Regions from separate parts of the Mus musculus genome. Here region 1 is linked to region 2. A link is a contact called in public HiChIP or PLAC-seq data. All regions are on one chromosome and are shown on one strand. The core of a region is the stretch at or near the end of the contact, and the rest is flanking DNA. Distances in the headings are between cores, read along the strand shown. Region 1 overlaps Cfap69 (cilia and flagella associated protein 69). Region 2 has its middle 17 kb from the start of Cldn12.

Region 1 (6,143 bases), core at 3,297-5,796, 130 kb before region 2:
CAGAATATCTGATAGACTTTTTATGAAGCAGGAATTATGAAGGATTTGCTTGCCCTATCTTAGCTGAGCTTAATAGTCGACTACCCTGCATTCATTTGTCCTTATTGAAATTAGGGCATTTTCTTTGCCTACTATCTGGCTTGCTACGGTTGAAGCAAGTCCCAATGCAGCTCCTTCAATATTCATCATCTTCTTTAAAATGGAATGGGGGTATGTCGCATCCGCTCTCGACCAGCAAGAACGACACGACCACCAGTCCTTCTAACAGCAGTTTATTCAGCAAACTTCAGTCTTCGTCTCTCTCACGTCATCTTTTTCCTCATCTATCTCCCCCCACCCCCAACCCCAGGCCTCTCACTCATATACTCTCAGCCCTCATCCACTCATGGCAGGCCACATCACCTCACCAGGCACGCAGCTTCAGCTAATCAGGGCAGCAGGGGCATGTCTCCACCAAAATGGACTCACCAGTATCCTGGTGCACCTGTGCAGCTCTCACGATGGTTGTGGCTCATTTTCAGGTGTATGAGGAAGTCAGGTGCAAGTCATAAGACTTAGCTGCAGTCCCTGGCGCCTTCTTGGGACTGCTGCCACACCTGCTCCTCACAGGGGTACTGTCTGGTTCAGGCCTGTCTCATAGTCAAAAGATCTTATGATAATGAAACAATTTTAAATACCATATTCTGTGGATCTCTGAGGCTTTGAAGACCATCTACCTATTTATACCATATCTGAGTTGTCAAATATTGTTACTTCTTAGCTATTTTCTATTTGAATAACATCAAAAAATTTTATTGTAATTAGCTAAACTAGTATTTAATATGACCATGAGTTTGACTATTAATTTGCATTACTTAATTATTTTAAACAGTTTGCAATAGCAGCCATTAAATAGACTGCAGCTAAACCTTGTTTCTAAAAATGAGTTACATAGGCATAATATCTGTATAAGAGTTGAACTATACATATGTCATGCTGTAACAATATTAATCTTAAATTTTGTAGCAACACACAATGATTTATACCAATGAAAGTCTTAAATCTGTATCACTACACAAAATTCTATAACAGCATGACAAATACAACCTTAATTCTGCATCTATATATAAAGATCTCAACCAATGTAAGACTATAGCTCTAAATTTTATTTGGTTTAAGAGTAGATTCAGTAATCTATCCCCATTTGTATAATTTTTTATATTTCTATATTCCCCTTTTCCTCTCAACCACCTTCCCTTTATCTTAGAGAGAAAGACAGATAGAGAAAAGGAAAAAAAGATAGAAATGCCTGAGTCTGAGTTCTCTATTTAATTTCCTCCCTGTCATTACACCATAATTATTTGTAATCATCCTCTAAAATGATGACATCTCTATATATCATGAAATGACAAAACCTTCCATCCTAATGTAATGACGGATGAAAAAGTCACGCTAATGTCATACCTGGAAAGTTGTAGTTAATGTCTGAGATCTATTGATGAAGGTGATTTGATAGCATTATGAAAGGATCATGAGAACAGAAGCAGTCACTTCAAACTCATATTTAGAGTTGAAATGATAAAGAAAACAAGATGTTGGACAGCTTAGCTGGAAGCAAACTCAAAGGACAATTACATGGAATCTGTTATTAGCTTTTTGATGTAGAAATGAAATTTGTAGGTAAACAAGCTAGAAGCTCCTAAATGGGAAATGGAAAAGCAAAATCCTTAAAGCACACATGAGAAGTTGTGATTGAGAACACAAGCTTAGAATTAACTCGGCAATATAGTGATGTCTTTTAAAGGAAAGAAGACAGAACTGGCAAGATGGCTCAGTGGGTTAAGGTGTCTGCTGCCAAGGCTGGTGGCTTGAGTTCAGTCAACAGGACTCATGGAGTCAAAGGAAAGAACCAATTCTAAGAATGTCCTCTGACCTCTACACACATGGGTCATGGCACACATTGCCACAGACATACACCAAAAGAAATAGATAGAATTAAAATTAAGAATATCTTCTGTTCGAATACCTGGCCCAAGAGGGACCCACCCAGAACCCTCAGGACACAGGAACTGAAGAGGAAGCTGGGACAGGATCCTTCCAGTTTCCATCTGCACCCTGGTGCTGACCCTTTGCCACAGATCTCCATACCCAGATTCCTCCTGGAGAGAACTGGTCTCTCAGGAGTGCTGACACACAGGCTTACGAAAGAGATAAACCACAGTCAGAGATAGCAAGACCAGCTAACACCAGAGATAACCAGATATCGAGAGACAAGGGCAAGAACATAAGCAACAGAAAACAAGGCTACTTGGCATCATCAGAACCCAGTTCTCCCACCACAGCAAGCCCTGGATACCCCAACACACTGGAAAGCAAGACTCTGATTTAAAATCACATCTATGATGATGGACTTTAAGAAGGACATAAATATTTTTGGTTGAGAGCCTAGCCTTTAACGGCTGAGCTTTCTCTCCAGCCCAAAATAACATCTCGCCCAATGTGGGGCTCGAACCCACAACCCTGAGATTGAGTCTCATGCTCTACCCACTGAGCTAGCTGGGTATCCAGGGATCCATCCCATAATCAGCCTCCAAACGCTGACACCATTGCATACACTAGCAAGATTTTGCTGGAAGGACCCAGATATAGCTGTCTCTAGTGAGACTATGCCGGGGCCTAGCAAACACAGAAGTGGATGCTCACAGTCAACTATTGGATGGATCACAGGGCCCCCAATGGAGGAGCTAGAGAAAGTATCCAAGGAGCTAAAGGGATCTGCAACCCTATAGGTGGAACAACAATATGAACTAACCAGTACCCCCCGGAGTTCGTGTCTCTAGCTGCATATGTATCAGAAGATGGCCTAGTCGGACATCAGTGGAAAGAGAGGCCCATTGGTCGTGCAAACCTTATATGCCTCAGTATAGGGGAATGCCAGGGCCAAGAAGGGGGAGTGTGGGTGGGTAGGGGAGTGGGGTAGGAGGGTATGGGGGACTTTTGGGATAGCACAGAAAATGTAAACGAAGAAAACACCTAATAATATATATATATTTATATATGTAAAAAGAAGGACATAAATAACTACCTTAAAGAAATACAGGAGAACGCAGGTAAACAGGTAGCAGCCCTTAAAGAGGAAACACAAAAATCTCTTAAAGAATTACATAACCCATCCCAGGAATAGATAGGGACATGTCTATAGCTCAGAAACCAAGTTCTCACAGTTAAGGCAAACTGACAGACAACTCAGAACTATGCCAAGGTTAAAGAGTCTAGTTGTTTTTAAAGGTCACGATATCAAGAAGTCATAAGGGAGATCATTGAAAAAATATAGCTTCACCTCACTGTGAATTCTTTAATCCTTGTGACTAAACATAGTTAGGCAGGCACTTGTGCAACCAGCAAAAGTGATAGGGTCTCGTAGGACCTATGGCAAAATGAAGTTTTTGTGAGGTCACGCTGTTCAGCTGCCCTAAAATAGCTGTGTATTCACAATCATTTACATCTCCCCTCTCATTTCCTACTGATGTGATGTAATCCTTATCCTTTGAAACACATGAAGCGGTACTTTGTCCCATAGAGTGAAAATGTAAAGTATTTGTCCACCATGCTTGGCCTTACAGAAAGTTACTACTTACTGGCAGATAGCTGCATTTGTTTGTTTGTTTCGTTGTTGGTTTTGTTTTGGTTCTTGTTTTTTGTTTGTTTGTTTTTTAGAATTTAAGATTGTTTCCAAAATCTGTGCATTTATTTCAAGGCCAAAAACTATGAGGTCCACAGGACAAAACCAGAGTTACTGCAAATTAAACTTTATGCACACAACCATGTCCATTTATTTTCATATTACTTATGATTTTCTTTTTGCGATGATACTGTGCTACAACATCTAGAGCTAAATACTTGAAAGACAAATCTTACTAACCTGTAAAGAATAAGCAAATACCATCTTGCCCTTTATAGAAAACGTTGTCCATTCCTGTATTGTACAAGGTATAAATGTCACATGTCCTTTAAAAAGTTTTCCAAGTTGTTTCTCTTACTAAATGATCACTTTGTGAAATAACTGCCCGTGTTGCTGTGTTAGGCTACCAGCAGGTGAGTTCATCCTACAAGATTAAAATGGTAGAGGTCGGTGGCTTGGCGAAGGCAATGGTCCAGTCGGCACTCCTGCTTGAGAATCAGCTTGTCGAGAAACTCTGGGTTCTGAAAGTCCTGCAGCATCTCTCTACTTCTGGTGTGTATAGCACTACTGAGTTTAAATGTTTCATTCTAACAGTCTATGCAGTATAAATAGTTTGTTAAACTTAATTTTCAGGAGTTAATTGCACTTTAATGGTGAAAGCCCAAGCAGCCAGCGGAATCTGTGCTCACCTCAATGACCCAGATCCCTCAGGACAGCTTTTATTTCGTTCATCAGAAGTACTTTGGAATTTACTGGAAAAATCTTCAAAGGAGGAAATTATACAACAGCTTAGTAACTTGGAATGCCTGCTGTAAGTGCACGTAGATAGATAGGAATGTCTTCTGCCCTGAAGCATAGCCAATGATAGATAACCACAACTTTGAATCTGTGTTCAGTTAAATTCTGATTCATCTGAAGGCTGCATTTCATGAAATCTCCATACTAAGATGTAGGGGGTTGGTCTGGTGCTGCTATGTATTCAGCTACTAAATACTGGCTCCCAAAGTCTGGTTGCCCCTGAGGGGGAGATCCTAGCACATACCAAATGATGCTATGTAAACCTTGCCCCTCAAGTTATCCCTGATTGGATAATAAGGATTCCTACAGCCTGGGTTGGGTTGGAGGAGCAGATTCCTGGGCTTGGGATCAGAGGTAGGGACCATGAGAAGGAGAGAGGAGGGAGGAAGGAAATCACCATGGAATAGGTGGGTTGTGAGAACATGGCTCTGGGGGTTGGCCTTCTGGAATAGGAATTCCTAGGAGGAACATGGCGAGTGATATCTCGAGGATCACCTCAGGGAAGTAGACAAAATTGCAGAAAGAGTTGATATCTGCCCAGTTCTAGTACTCTTAAGCTTATTATAAATCTAAAGGGTTCTGTGTCTTTTAACTGGGAATTAAATGATCTAAAGTGGTGTAGAAATCCCTAATAGATATTTAAAGGCAACAAGGGGATGTAGCAAAACCCCCTAATAATAATTACCAAAACAAATTGATGCCCAACATGGAGCACAATTTATAAAAGAAATTATTTTTAATACAATGTAATCAGTAAATTAATCTGGTGGCTGTATTTCTTAGCTAGCTAATTCCCCAATAACCACATAGAAAGACTAAGATTTATTAAATTGCCTTGAGCCATTATTACTCCATTATAAACTTCCAAGCTAGTCAGACTTACTCCAGACAACATTCCCATCTTACCTGATTTTTTTATCCTTTCTTGATCCAACTCTCCTCTTCTGATAGTTGCTCCACCTCCCTCACAGCTCCCTCCTTCACTTCCTGACTCTTTCTCTGCCCCGCCTAGAACTGGAGTCTCACTTATTCTCTCTAAAGCTGTATTGGCTGTGGGCTTTTATTGGCAAGGCAGAGAATGAATGAAGAGCAGTGTTTACACAATCTTGAGACCAGAGCTTTTAAGAATAAGCATAACAAAGCCATGTCCAGATTGAAACAAGATATGAGGGCAAAAGCAATCAGCATTTGGATAACACAATGGTAAACTTCACACAGTGAATGAAATCATGCCTGCAATAAGAAGCTAGATTTTTGTTGTATTGTGAGTTTTGAGATAGGTTTTATGTAGTAAGACTGACCTGAAACATGCAATATAGCTGAGGGAGGATGGTCTCCTTTTTCCTTCCCAGTACTGAAATTAAGTACAACTATGCCTCCATGCCCAGGAGAAATCACACTTGTCTCTAGGATGCTCTAAAAGTGTCTTATTACATAGATAAATTGTGCCTCTACAGATGGATAAAGTAAAAATTAGACTTTTAGAACTATTTATTCATTAGGTTTCTGATTAGTATTTACTACCTTTCCAGTTATATATTTAAAATTGTCAATAATATGTGCACAAGTATTCAAAAAAGTTTCAAGTAATTTACTTATTTAACGCATGGTTATTGTCTGTTGTGCTTGGGTCGGTCTGAGATTATAATAATATAACTAAAGCCTAGGTGTAGTAAGCAACATA
Region 2 (6,434 bases), core at 3,518-6,017:
CCACCTCAGCCCTCTATGCTAATCTGGCTACCTTCCAGACAAAATTCCCATAACACTTGCATTTAGGATCTTCCATGCTCCAGCTGAACTGTCATGTCTCCTGTCTCCTCCCTCCTTGTGGCTCAATCTATTTTACAGTTCTCTCTTTCCCTCCCCTGGCTGGTGAAAGTCCCTCCTTCTGCTCAGCCATTGGGTGAATACCTTTCTTGACAAAGCAGAGAATAGATGGTAAGCATTGTCTACACGAACTTGAGACAGGAGATTCTTGACATAAGCATTACAGTGCCGTGTCCGGAATGGAACAAGATAAGGAGGAAGAGAAAGCAAAATTTGAATAATACAAGTATAATCTTTACATAGCACACAAAACATTATGCCTACAAATCAAAACTACTTGAAGATTACATCTTAACACTCATCAGTCTGGGCATGGTGGCGCACGCCTTTAATCCCGGCTCTTGGGAGGCAGAGGCAGGCAGATTTCTGAGTTCAAGGCCATCCTGGTCTACAGAGTGAGTTCCAGGACAGCCAGGGCTACACAGAGAAACCCTGTCTCGAAAAACCAAAAAAAAAAAAAAAAAAAAAAAAAAAAAAAACCACAAACAAACCAAACAAAATGGCACCCATCAGAATGGCTAGAATCAGGGACAAGTCATACTGCCAAGGATAAGGGGAAACACTTCTCCCTTGCTGGTGGAAGTACAAATTTGTACAGCCACTATGGAAATCAGTACAGCAGTTCCTCTGAAAGATGAGAATTGACATACCTCAAGATCCAGCTATACTACTCTTAGACATATACCCAAAGGATGCTTCATCCTGCCACAGAGACACTTGCTCAACTATGTTCATTGCTGCTCTTTTATAAAAGCCAGAAATTGGAAACAACCTAGATGTCCCTCAACAAGTGAATGAATAAAGAAAATGTACATTTACACAATGGAGTTTTGGTCAGCTACTTAAAAAATGAAATAATGGAAGTCACAGGTAATTAGAACTAGGAAAAAAAAAAGTCATCCCTAGTGAGGAGGTAGCCGAGACCCAGAAGGACAACTATGGCATTTGTTTGTATGTGGATATAGTTGTTATGTCAGTGCTCACCAAGTTTGTAGAACGACAGAAATAGGTTAGAGTAAGGGACTTGGGGGTTAGGGGGAGAAGATCGCCCTAGGAAAGGTTAAAAGAATAGAAAGTTATGGATGGATGGGAGGGGGTGGACTGGGACAGGAGAATCAAATGAAGTGTGAGAGAGGAGGGGATACAGGGAGAGACTGCTAAAATTAAGGGCCATTTGAGGGGTAGTGTCTTAGTCAGGGTTTCTATTCCTGCACAAACATCATGACCAAGAAGCAAGTTGGAGAGGAAAGGGTTTATTCGGCTTACACTTCTATACTGCTGTTGTTCATCACCAAGTCAGGACTGGAACTCAAGCAGGTCAGGAAGCAGGAGCTGATGCAGAGGCCATGGAGGGATGTTCTTTACTGGCTTGCCTCCCCTGGCTTGCCCAGCCTGCTCTCTTATAGAACCCAAGACTACCAGCCCAGAGATGGCACCACCCACAAGGGGCCTTTCCCCCTTGATCACTAATTGAGAAAATGCCTTACAGCTGGATCTCATGGAGGCATTTCCTCAACTGAAGCTCCTTTCTCTGTGGTAACTCCAGCTGTGTCAAGTTGACACAAAAATAGCCAGTACAGGTAGTATAGAAATCTAATGGAGTAGAGCTTCCTAAAATATATACTCAAATATGAAGGTGATCTAAGCAAAATCACCAAATAATGGGAGACAGAGCCCCAACTGACCATCTCTTGTCACCAAGTGAAGTTTCCATTACCAGGATTGGGTTACGTCATTGCGTTGTTGGTCAAAGGGGTCTGATGGAAACCCCCAAACAACGGAGGGTATTACCAGTCTATGGGTTACTCTCCACTGATGGCAAGGCGCCATTACTGATGCCAGCCTATGGGTTACTCTCCACAAACTGATGGCAAGGCGCCATTACTGATGCCAGCCTACGGGTTACTCTCCACAAACTGATGGCAAGGCGCCATTACTGATGCCAGTCTACGGGTTACTCTCCACAAACTGATGGCAAGGCGCCATTACTGATGCCAGCCTATGGGTTACTCTCCACAAACTGATGGCAAGGCGCCATTACTGATGCCAGTCTATGGGTTACTCTCCACAAACTGATGGCAAGGCGCCATTACTGATGCCAGTCTATGGGTTACTCTCCACAAACTGATGGCAAGGCGCCATTACTGATGCCAACACACAACTCAGTGATCATGGAGAAGTTAACCTTTTGTATACATAGAGCCTTCACTCATAAGCATCACTGTTACAAGAAGAAATACTGCACTCTACTACCAAAGGAGAATCATAAACACCAGCCCAGCCACAAACACTTAGATCTACAGTGCTGTCCTGTCTGCAAGATATCCTAGTATAATGGTGGCACAAACTTTCTGGGAGTGATCACCCAATATCTGGTTTGAATTAAGGTCCACTTCACAAGATGGAACTCAAACCCAACATTGCTTGGGTGACCAAAAACCTGAGACTAAATAGCCCAGGGACCTAGGGTAAATCCAAATACTACTATTTAAAAAATAGCAATTAAATGACTCCTAATAAATTAATACCTTGCTTAGCCATCATTAGAGAAGTTTCTTCAAATCTCTCAGGGATCAGGGAACCTCCCAGAAGAGGAAGCAGAAAGTGTAAGAGCCAGAAGGGATGGAAGATACCCAGGAAACAAGGCCCTCTAAATCATCATGATCAATGCACTTTTGAACACACAGAGCCTGAGACAGTATGCCAGTGGCTTGCATGGCTTTGGACCAGATGGGGCCCTAAGCTTAAAGAAGTGGACACATGCCCCCAATCCCTAGCCCAGGAGCCATCTTCAATAGATAACAACTTACAAATGAAAACTTGTTTCTTTCAAGGGTAGGCTGCGTTCCCTGCTGTAAATGGCCAATAGAAAATGAACTCAGTCACATCTCTGGAGGTTCCTTGTCTCATAATGTCATGTGAAGGCTTTTCCGTTATTTATCCTACAATGTAAATATTTAGATTCTCTCCTTTTACCCTTCAGGTCCTTTGACTATATATTATGGCTTCCAGTTTAGTGTTTTTATGGAATTCCTGAGTGTTTGAGTGAGAGGGTCTCTCTTCTTGTGCCTTCTCTTGGGTTCTTTTTTCTAATGTTATTTGTCTTGTCCAGTTCTGATGTGTTGGTTTTGTTCTATCTTATATTTTATTATTATCCAATAAAAAGAAAGAAATAATCACACACACAGAGAGAGAGAGAGAGAGAGAGAGAACAAACAGGGAAGGAGGGAGGGGTTGTAGGAGTGTATATACAGTACACATGTATGTATGAAGTTATCAAAAAACTTTAGAAAGTTAAAAAAAAAACCTGTATAGTCACAGACTCCAACCCTTCTAAGGGCCCTTGTTGCAATCTTGTATGATTACTGTCCTAAATTTTTTATTTCTGAAGAGGTCATGAAACTTTCATTTTGACCAGGAATGCACAAATTATGGTAGACTATTATGTAAAGCGATTCTGGGGAAGGCAACATATAAGCTTTCAACAGGCAGACTTGGGACTCTGCCACACCTTCTTCATTCATGCTGTGCAATTCAAGGGTACTTATCCCACGCAAACCGGACTCTCCTCTGCAGCCATACAATCCCAGATCCTCCTGGCATAATATATGATGTCATGGTTAGACATCATGGAGATGCAGAAAAGACATGTGGTAGAGTGAATCTTAATTATGCTTATTACTAATAAAAGCAAGTCTGTGTATTAGGCCCCACTGATGTTCATGCTGGTCACAAAATGCATACCTTTAGAGAAATAGATCTCTGTTTTACAGGGAGCTATGGACTTAGATGGTCAGTATTATCACAAGGATCTCCATAGCTTCTAATGGCCATGATATCAGCTGTAATGGAGATGAAGAAAGCTAATGGTCCTTTTAATATTAGCTACCTCTTGCAATGCAGTCATACCATTAATGATTCATTTAGACAAGCGTGGAAATAAGAAAGTGCATAGAATAAATATGAGATTCGACATATCTGTTTATGTATCTTTTCTTTTTCTGGTTGTGCCTAAGATTTCCCCACTGTTCCCACTATCAAAGCTGCAGCTTCTCATGAGGCCGCTTCTCATTTTAAACCTGCCTCCAGATGTTTGTAGCCAAAGACATATCGCTCATTGCCCATCACTGTCAGAGAATGATGTTGAAGCACCAACTTGCCAAAGAGAAACTGACTTATGGTTTTTATTGCTGCAGTGAAGTGTCATGACCAAAAAGCAAGTTGGGGAAGAAAAGGTTCATGTGGCTTATGCTTCCACACCACAGTTTATCATCAAAAGAAGTCTGGACAAGAACTCAAGCAGGGCAGGAACCTGGAGACAGGAGCTGATGCAGAGGCCATGGAAGAGTGCTGCTTTCTGGCTTGCTCATCATGGCTCACTCAGTCTGCTTTCTTAGAGATCATAGGACACCAGACCAGGGATGGCACCACCCACAATAGCCTGGGACCTCTTCCATCAATCATTGATTAAGAAAATGCCTATATTTCTGCTGTATCTTATGGAGGTATTCTCTTAACTGAGGTTCTTTAGCTAGGTTAACATTGACATAAAACCAGCCAGAACAGAAACCAAATCTTCAGTCCCACCCGAATCAGCTGTGTAGTTCCCACAGGAGAAAAGGGCAGGGGCTAGTACAAACCCTAACATTCCATGGGACTGAGATCATGTACCTCAAGCCAATACATGAGATTGTGCCTAAATAGCCCATGTTCACTGTCCCGTGGCAGTTAATGTGGTCAACACAGACACTGAATTAGCAAATCCTGAGCCACTGCACCCAGAGGATGCCTGGGAACCTCGAGCTACATTTTAATCAATTGGTCAATTCATAACTATTCTGTTTGTGCTTCTGCTTAAGGATACATTATTTATGAGGGTATGTTGTCTCACTAATAACTCATGCCTGGCAGCATTATTATTCAATAAGAAAGAAATGTTATCTAATGCATTCATTTTCCTGCAGACACGCCATGCTCTTCTGCTTGTGAACACTGCATAGCAATCCCAAATTATCCTCAGAGGCAGGGGGCTTTTAGCAAAAAAAAAAAAAAAAAAAAAACCAAAACTCTCTCTCTCTCCCTCTCTCTCTCTCTCTCTCTCTCACACACACACAGAGAGAGAGAGAGAGAGAGAGAGAGAGAGAGAGAGAGAGAGAGAGAGATACACAGTAAGCAGGCAACAGAAAGGATGGTTGTTCTCAGTATGAGAGCGGAAACAATAAGGCAGAGTTTCCTTCTTACTCCCCGACTCCACCCATGGAAATGTTTCTCAGCTCTGCTCTTGTCTCATTGTGTCCATGAAAGCAAAGAGAGTGTTGCCTTGGGTCACAAATGAATTTTTGTAAGAAGGCTAATTTATAGATACTGCATCGATGATCAAGTGTGAACAGAAGTTAAGAGGCAACAATTTTTAGGGCTTTGATGGACTCAAAGAGAAAACGAACCCATTGTCTTTCAAGATCCACACAAATTGGATGTGATAACACATTAACTTACTTCTGTAAGCCAACACTTGAGTGCCTGAGGCAGGAGGATGACTAGTTGGAGCCCAATTTGGGCTATATAGGAACATGTTATCTCAAAACTAAATACATATCTGTACAGACTAGACCATATCCCTTGTATTCTGAAGAGGACACAGCAGGAAGCATATGAAGTGGGAGCATCTGGGAACCTCTCGCACCAGCCTTCATCCTGTGGGCAGGGCTTTGGGTTGGCATCTGGAACTCCCTGTTGGTGCGTCTTGGTTTTCTCTTCTATAAGTTGAGACCAGTAATGGTCATGTTTCTTCTCAGTTCCAGGGGGCAGTGGATATTTAGAAGTTCTCTTTGTTATTTCATGTCGGGGTTGGAATTGAAAGGGTAAAAGCATTAAAATTTTCCTTTGTTGTGAGGAGTAGCCTAATGTGAGTAGCTGGTGCTGCCATCTGGGACCATGGTGGGGTCCAGTCCTGTACTGCCACCAGGAGCCATGTCTGTGTCCATGGCTCTGCAGAAACGGGGATCTCTTACCACTAGCCACTAAGGCCACACCTTCTAATAGTGCCACTCCCCATAGGCCAAACATATTGCACAACCACATATCTGTATTTTGCAGTTGCGCGGATAAGTACCACTGACATAACCCTGGTTAGCCTCCTGTTTGTGTCCTTAAAGAGGTCTCATTTTACACTGATTTTTGCCTCATGTGTACAAGAAACTCTTATATTTGGAATTCCTTAATCAGAAGCCCAATGTGGGTTTGGTTTCAATATTTGATTTAGTGATTAGTTGATTAGCACCGAAACAAGTGTTACCCAGTCGCTAGCATATTTGTGC

Evidence for each region. HiChIP or PLAC-seq counts read pairs in DNA pulled down with a chosen protein or histone mark.
Region 1: a contact with region 2 is called in a CTCF HiChIP or PLAC-seq map of the NIH/3T3 cell line, with 16 read pairs. The contact joins two enhancer-like sites. A contact is called at or near these places in 2 of 15 datasets of contacts at CTCF or cohesin (the NIH/3T3 cell line and stem cell-derived epiblast-like cells), 23 of 484 Hi-C or Micro-C datasets (3T3-L1-derived adipocytes, the C2C12 cell line, the G1E-ER4 cell line and 11 more), 4 of 115 datasets of contacts at active chromatin or transcription factors (the NIH/3T3 cell line, embryonic stem cells and epiblast stem cells) and 3 of 9 other capture datasets (adipose tissue, liver and pancreatic islet).

What each region holds. Positions count from the first base shown.
Region 1 is chr5:5,624,079-5,630,221 of GRCm38.p6, reverse strand. Cfap69 (cilia and flagella associated protein 69) reads left to right here. Exons shown (of 23, transcript NM_172447.2): 7 at 4,064-4,213; 8 at 4,295-4,472. Among named protein-coding and RNA genes, the nearest start is that of Cfap69, 37 kb to the left of the region's middle. Within about 2 kb of position 4,546, at least 28 of the 459 cell types and tissues checked have an H3K27ac peak or open chromatin away from gene starts, as enhancers often do. A contact at or near this core is called in the C2C12 cell line and the NIH/3T3 cell line, where this site is marked.
Region 2 is chr5:5,494,959-5,501,392 of GRCm38.p6, reverse strand. No RefSeq gene overlaps it. Among named protein-coding and RNA genes, the nearest start is that of Cldn12, 17 kb to the left of the region's middle. Within about 2 kb of position 4,767, at least 12 of the 459 cell types and tissues checked have an H3K27ac peak or open chromatin away from gene starts, as enhancers often do. A contact at or near this core is called in the C2C12 cell line and the NIH/3T3 cell line, where this site is marked.